Linked DNA regions of Mus musculus: region 2 is linked to region 1. Evidence: chromatin contacts called from public targeted proximity ligation data. All regions are on one chromosome and are shown on one strand. The core of a region is the stretch at or near the end of the contact, and the rest is flanking DNA. Distances in the headings are between cores, read along the strand shown.

The links.
Region 2: a targeted proximity ligation map of forebrain shows a contact between it and region 1, with 3 times the contacts expected there. A contact is called at or near these places in 8 of 39 promoter capture datasets (the 3T3-L1 cell line, 3T3-L1-derived adipocytes, the C10 cell line and 5 more), 1 of 484 Hi-C or Micro-C datasets (embryonic stem cells), 5 of 130 datasets of targeted methods (the SCID.adh cell line, embryonic stem cells, forebrain and 1 more) and 1 of 9 other capture datasets (liver).

The regions. Positions count from the first base shown.
Region 1 is chr19:38,041,707-38,045,196 of GRCm38.p6, reverse strand. It overlaps Myof (myoferlin), which reads left to right and starts at 1,620. Exons shown (of 54, transcript NM_001302140.1): 1 at 1,620-1,961. The coding sequence starts at 1,874.
Region 2 is chr19:38,243,882-38,247,371 of GRCm38.p6, reverse strand. No RefSeq gene overlaps it. Among named protein-coding and RNA genes, the nearest start is that of Gm32491, 13 kb to the left of the region's middle.

The sequences.
Region 1 (3,490 bases), core at 371-2,870:
TTAGTTAGGGTTTCACTGCTATGAACAGACACCGTGACCAATGCATGTCTTATAAAGGACAACATTCAATTGGGGCTGGTTTACATGTTCGGAGGTTCAGTCCGTTATCATCAAGGAGGGAGCATGGCAGCATCCAGACAGGCATGGTGCAGGCAGAGCTAAGAGTTCTATATCTTCATCTGAAGGCTGCTAGCAGAATACTGACTTCCAGGCAGTTAGGACAAGGGTCTAATAGCCCACACCCACAGTGACACACCTACTCCAACAGGGCCACACCTCCTAATAGTGCCACTCCCTGGGCTGAGCATATACAAACCATCACAGGTCACAAACTAAAATGTAGGGAAGGAGGAGAGGAAGAACGGATCAGGGTTTGAAAAGGGGGATAAGAACGGCAAGGGAGAGGGGAATCCAGATGCATTGTTTACATGTATGGACTTGTCAAAGAACTGACTTAGTAAAGGAAAATCAGGGCAATTTTCATGATGGACAAAAATGTCTGTCACAAGTGTAGTATACCCTGGGGCTTGTAAAGTGTGACATTCTCTATCTTGATGTGGAGGGCTGTCAAGTGGTCACATTTATGATCTATCAATTTTTTTTTAGAGAAACAATGTGTTTCACAGTAAAAGGAGGAAAACCAGTCAAATTTACCAAAAACAATGCTTTTTGAATTCCACCTTGACTCTCTGTGCACACTAAACACAATTCTGTATATAACTCCTTACTTTGTATAAGGATTTGAGAAACTCACTGAGATTGAGTTTAGTCTGACTTTCCTGAGACATTTGAACTCTGCTTCCAGTTGGTTGTATGTCAGAAGCAAAAAAGAGATTCTATGTTTCTGTAGCCAGATTTGACCATTATGAAACGCAATAATCTGAATTACTGACTTGCATTAACAGACTATAAAAATCACAAAATTATAGCAGATGTGTGTGATTTTCTTCATGCTACCTGTCAGGCTCCATAGGACTTGCATCTTACAACACATTTTATAGATATTTTTACAAATAAAGACATGGAAGGAGAGGGTGGCTAAGAAATTTGCTCAGGTGATGTATGTAGTTCAAAGTGGTAAAGGACTTCTCATGTGCTCTAACCATCAGGCTGCATGGCCTTACTTCATTCTCTTTAAGCGGACAATGCATATTCGAGAATAGTGGACAGCCCCTATCCGTGGCCCAGGATCCTTCTTCCGAAGGATTCCTATGGCAAATCCATTGGGAAAGCAAAGAACCAAGGCTAGTGACTCTAACCAGTACCTGGACGTTAACTATTCCTGTAATATACAGTAGGGGACGCCTCTTGGCAGCTTTTTAAAAAGTCTTTGGTGTTGCTGAGGGGGCGTGTCCAACAGCAGGAGAAGAAAAGGCAAAAGTAAAATTAAAAACCCGACTAAATAGTTTAAAAACTCCTCGAGACTCGGTAAAACAGTGCAAGAGGTGGTAGAAAACCAACAGAGTTCGGTTTCACGAGTTACTGCTAAAAGGCAACAACATCTCTGTGGTTTTCCTGAACTGCCTGCAGTTCGTCCCAAATCCACCGCCGTTTCATTGGCTGCGCAAAACTTCTTTTCGTCGAGGTGTCCTTTTTCAGGTCCACACTTTTCTGAATTCATAAGCCGCGCCTGTGGGCCTGCGTGGACTCCGGGAGGGAGTGTGGATATCAGTTTACACTTGGCTTTCAGTAAATAATCCTCCAGAGGCCCACCCCCCTGCCCTGCACCACCCCCCCACCGCGGTGGGAGAAGCCCTCCCCCTGCCCGAGGAAGCCCTCCCCCAGCTGGGAGACATCCTCCTCCCAGGGCGGAGGGCCCAGCGCCAGCACCGCGTCTTCTCTGCTTGGCTGCGACTTGCTTTCTCCACGAGCCATGCTTCGAGTGATTGTGGAATCTGCCACTAACATCCCTAAAACAAAATTTGGGAAGCCGGATCCTATCGTTTCTGTCATTTTTAAGGGTAAGACGACGACGTTTTCTTCTCTTTCTGAAACCCTTTAATGGAAGGCTAGACTTTTGAATCTCCTTCAAGTCAGCTCTTGGCATCTGGTGAAGCCAAGCCAACTCTGTTCCTCTGGCGGTCCCAGGTTTACCTGGGCAGGTCACTGTCGTTCACTACTGAGGGAATCTAACTTTTCCTAGGGCTTGGAGAATCACCGAATGGCCTGACATTTCTGTAAACTCTCGGGAACCTCTATTTGCTACTCTTCTGGATTTCAAGTATGAAGGTCTTTGTCGGTTCAAAGTTAGTGCGCATAGATGTGGGTGCGTTTTGAAACTTTCTCTCCCTGTGAGAAATGAGTAGCGGAGGGAACAATTCATTAATTGCTGGAGGCACCATTACACTATTAACCAGTTCCATACTGCTTTTACCATCATTTGGGCTTTGCGTAGGGCATGAAGGAACTCTCTCTAGTGTTCTGAATCTCCAGGAGTTGGGCTGTTTGGATATGTTCGGTAACTTTGGGATTGCCCACCCTAAAGGAGCTCTGAAGCACATCTGCAGCTTGGGAGTCTGGCTCTACAGCACTGGATAACCTTGGGCAAATGACATCATCATTCCTCTGTGTCTCAGCGTTCCTCTGCAAAACAAGGGGGAAGGTTTAGACTGGCTGGACTTTAATAGACCCCTTGGAATTCCAAACAGATATCTGTGACACTAGCTGTGATTGCGGTGGAAGGGAGCCGGGGAGGGGAACGGGCAGCTGTTATCATAGGATGCCCCCCTCCACCCTAGTGGGGCAGGTGGCCATGGCTTGGGTTTGGCTGCGGTCTTGGCAAGTTGCAGGCTCCCTTGGTGGGGGCACCCTGCTGAACTGGAACTTTTGACAGGCAGGCATTTCCTTACTACAGCTTGGCACATTTCCTGCCAACCCCAGGAATCTGACTCCTCCTCCCTTGCAAATACTGTGTAATTCACCCCTTTCTCCACTCTCCTGTCCATTTCTGAAAATCTTTATTTCTGTTCTCAAATCTTTTCTTCCAAGGGTGAGCAAGAAAAGGAAAAATGGGAAACGCAAAGCTGCTAAAGGGCTGTTCAGTTAGAAAGAGAAAAAGGGAGGAGAGAAGGGAGGGAGGGAGGGAGGAGTCGGGAGAGGGAAGATGAAAAGAAGAGACCTAGAAAACAAAATTCAAATTCTTACTGGACAGTGTGGTTTATAGTTCTGACTCTAGATTATGGAGACACATATTAGATTTATTTGCATGTGGTAATTTTAAAAATCTAACTTAAAGCAGTCTTACAATACTGACACAACATGAAGAATTTGCACCTTTCATTGTTGGCATGTGAAAAAGGGTGCTAAGACTGAGAAGTCACAATTTAGGGCAAATTGTACAGATTATGAAATAATCTGAAATTGACAGTGTTAAAAAAAACTAATTTATTAGCCAGGAAGAATATTCAATAATTGAAACTTTTAAGTGACTTAACAATATGTCGATGAATGAAAACGCTTCGTCGAGAGGGAGAAACTTCAGGTAAATTGG
Region 2 (3,490 bases), core at 537-3,036, 200 kb before region 1:
GTGTGTGTGTGTGTGTGTGTTTGAATGATGCAACCTGAAGCTCACACCTGTTTGGCCCAGGCTTTCCAAGGATGGCTAAGAGAAGGGAAAGGGAGAAGGAGAAGAGAGTGGGGAAAGAAATGGGAAGAAAGAATAGTGAGATGGAGGGTGAGGGAAGAAAAGAGGGAGAGAGGAAGGAAAGGAGAGAGGTCTTTAAGCCCTTAAGACTATCAGGATTTGGGGACTGACCCATCTTTTTGGTTTCTTCTGTGAACTGTTAACTGACAATGATTATATTAACCAATCTAGACTCTGCTTCTAGAACTCGATCTTATTCACAAGACAAGCAGCTATGAAGAGCAAGATAAAGTGTCCCCACCAACTTATTAAAATGTCAGAGTCCCGATTTGAACAGCAAGACAAGCTGTGGGGCATGCCAATGAAGTCCACAAATTCAAACAACTTCTTCCTTGGCTCCTTCCTCCTTGGGGTGGTCCACTGGAGCCCTGTTGCAGTTGCACCCTGAGTTCCACGGTGTGGGTAGCGTTCTGGAAGATGCCGGGAGATAGCAGGGGTAGGGTGCGGGTGTGGGGGTGTGGGGGGGTGTGGGGGTGGGGGTGGGGAGGTAGTACGGGGGCGGGGGAGGCGGGCAGAGTGGTTCCTGCCCTCAGGGAGCTTTGAGGCTGTAGCCAGAAGCTTTGATTGTGTTCTAAGAAGTTCTCTTCGCAGGTCCCTGGCTATGTTGGGAGGAACTCAAAAGCAGATTTAGAATAATTCCCTCCCAAGGGAACGGAGTAGGAACTGGATGGACGGAGAATTGTTAATTTGACTTTAAAGATTGAGGGACAAGTGAGTATTTGTCTCATTTCCTCGGGTTTGTTTTCTCCGTGGGAGAAGCAGCCAGCATCACTGATTGATTGTCAAGTGTTAATGGGAACTGTTCCATTTTTCCCTATTGAAAACATGCAATTTAATGTGAAGCGTCTATTAGTGGATGGTGAGCAGGCAGAATTCTCAGGATAATGAACTTGATTTTCCACTTGAAATGCAATTCACATTCACGCATTATCTTTTTTATAAGGGAAACACTGAGCAAAGTGGCTCACATATACATCTCAGTTGACCTCACAAACACCTCTGAAGAGAGCATCATTAGCTAGCTTTTATGGACAACAAGAGGAAATGGCGCCTGGGGCTTTGGACTGTGTCAGTTCACTTCTGGTAGATGAATAACTTATTATTTTATTCCCTTTGGTTGAATTTGTATAAACATTTTAATATGAACACCTGCATTACATTTGCACGACTCAGCGCTTCGCACACAGCCTGGTCATGTGTCTTCTATGGCTACCATGCGCCTGTAAGAGCCTCATCTGTAACAATTTGTAAGCCTGAATGTCTGCAACCCAACTTGCTTTCATTCTAGACTAAATCAATAGCAATCCAGCCTCAGGAAGTCTAATCTATTTCTTCACTTGCAGGGTCTCTCTGGGGTGACACCACTTGGTCAGAGAAGGGGACACTAGCACTCTCCTGTGGAAACCTGAAAGCTAAGAGTATAAGATGTTGATGCTGTTACCACTGTGCCTCCTGCTCAGTGGTTGTCTTAAGTCAACAACAGCCAAGGGGACAGAAGGAACACAGAGAAAAATCAGATCTATATGTTTGCACAGTGAGTTGCAGATATTAAAAAAAAAAAAAACAAAACAAAACCAGAAAACAGCCCAAATGAAGCAGGGAGGCGGCGGAGGGGGGAGTGCCTGGAGGGGGGGGCACCAGATGAAGCTGGCAGCAGGTGCTTATTTAATTGCTCCAGCTGCTGCCAAGTGTTTAGCACAATTTCCCCTTTATGTTTCAGTCAGTTATTGGCCCGGGAGCTGGTTTCATTTTTCAGCTGTAACGTGTAGGAACCGTTTCCTCTCTTCCTCCCATTTCGACAGGAAAGCAAGCAGGCAGTTATTCTTTCAAAACTTGCCAATAAATCCAGTCCCTTAGATGTGTTATTATTATTTGCCTCCAAACATGAAATTAGCTTAAATGTAATTCTATGTTTGATTTGATCTCACCAAGGTTGCTACGGTCTGAAATTTTAATTTGCCTCAGAAAGGTTTGATCCAACGCTTCCAACTCATCCTTGTGATTTTGATTCCTGAATTGTGTATCGGAGCCTGTAACCCCCTCAGCTGTTCTCTCTTTAAACGACAGTTCATGTAATTCTCCCACCGATGTGGCACACTTGTTTTTTGCTGTTTTGACTCCCTTTAAATCTGGAAGGTAACCATTGTAAAAACACTGGCTTTGGGTTTCCTTTGTGAGTTATCATACAGCAAATATTTGTGAAAACTGAAAGCCGTGTCGAAACCTCAGTAGGAACAATGTGCTACAACCAGGCCAGGCAACCAGGAGGAATTCAGAAATGCACAAGGTGTGGTCGTTCTCTCTCAGCAGGTTTGATCCCTAACGGAATGTACACAGATACAGTTCAGCGAGAAGAACCACTGTGGTGTGTTAGAGAAGTACCCACGAGTATCAAGTCCTGCTGATGGGAAATGCAACATAAAGACTATGGAAATTCTTCATTTCCTCTCCTTTCTAAACGAATCCTGCTTAGCTAATGCTGTTCCATTATTGAATTGCGATGCACTGTCAGCAGTTTTAATCAGACCAGGGTCCAGGGTACTTCTGATTTAGAATATTTTAGTTTTGGACTTTTGTTTGTTATATTCCAAGGAGAGGGAAGGAGGGAGCTGGTATCATGAGGGCATTAGGAGACCTGGGTTCTGGGTTTGTTTTCATATCAGCCACTTCAGGCCTTGTGCCTTAGCCTGGATTAGGTTGCCATCAGTATGAATGTTTTGAGTGCGATGTCTTAAACTTTGTCCTGGGTGGGACTAGTGTCCACCACAAAGAGCAAAGAAAACCCAAGGCCCGACAAACTGTACCAGGTACCATGAAGAGAGAGGGAAGAAAGAGTCTTTAGGCTTCTGAGTTCTCAACTTTAAATCCTAAACTCTTTGTAGAAAGCCTAGAGGTCAAAGCCACTCAGGTTTGAAAAAGTCTGATTCCTTCTAATTCCCAGTGGGGTGTTGCATTGGCTTTTAAGGATATTAAAGCATGACCTGGACAAAACAAAAAACAAAACAAACAAACAAACAAACAAAACCCAAACAAACAAAAAAAAAAAGCCCCCAAATCCCACATGTGTTGAAAAGATCAACACACTGGTTCAAGTTTGTACTGTACCGTAAGCCTTGAAGATGAAGGTAAGTGAGTTATAATACTTTTATTTCTATAGAAAGAAGTGGCACGGGGTATGGAGGGAGGAGGGCTTGTTTCTTTCTGGCTTTTTCTTGTTCTATATCATAGGCAGCAGTGATCCAAGCCTTGATCACACACAAGCCCGTATGTTGCAGCTGGTCTCCCAGTAATCCCCTTCCTTCTGACTCTTTCTGTCCAGGTGACAGTCTTGCCCCTCCCACGAATCCTACGGTCACCTTGTTGGGTCCCCAAG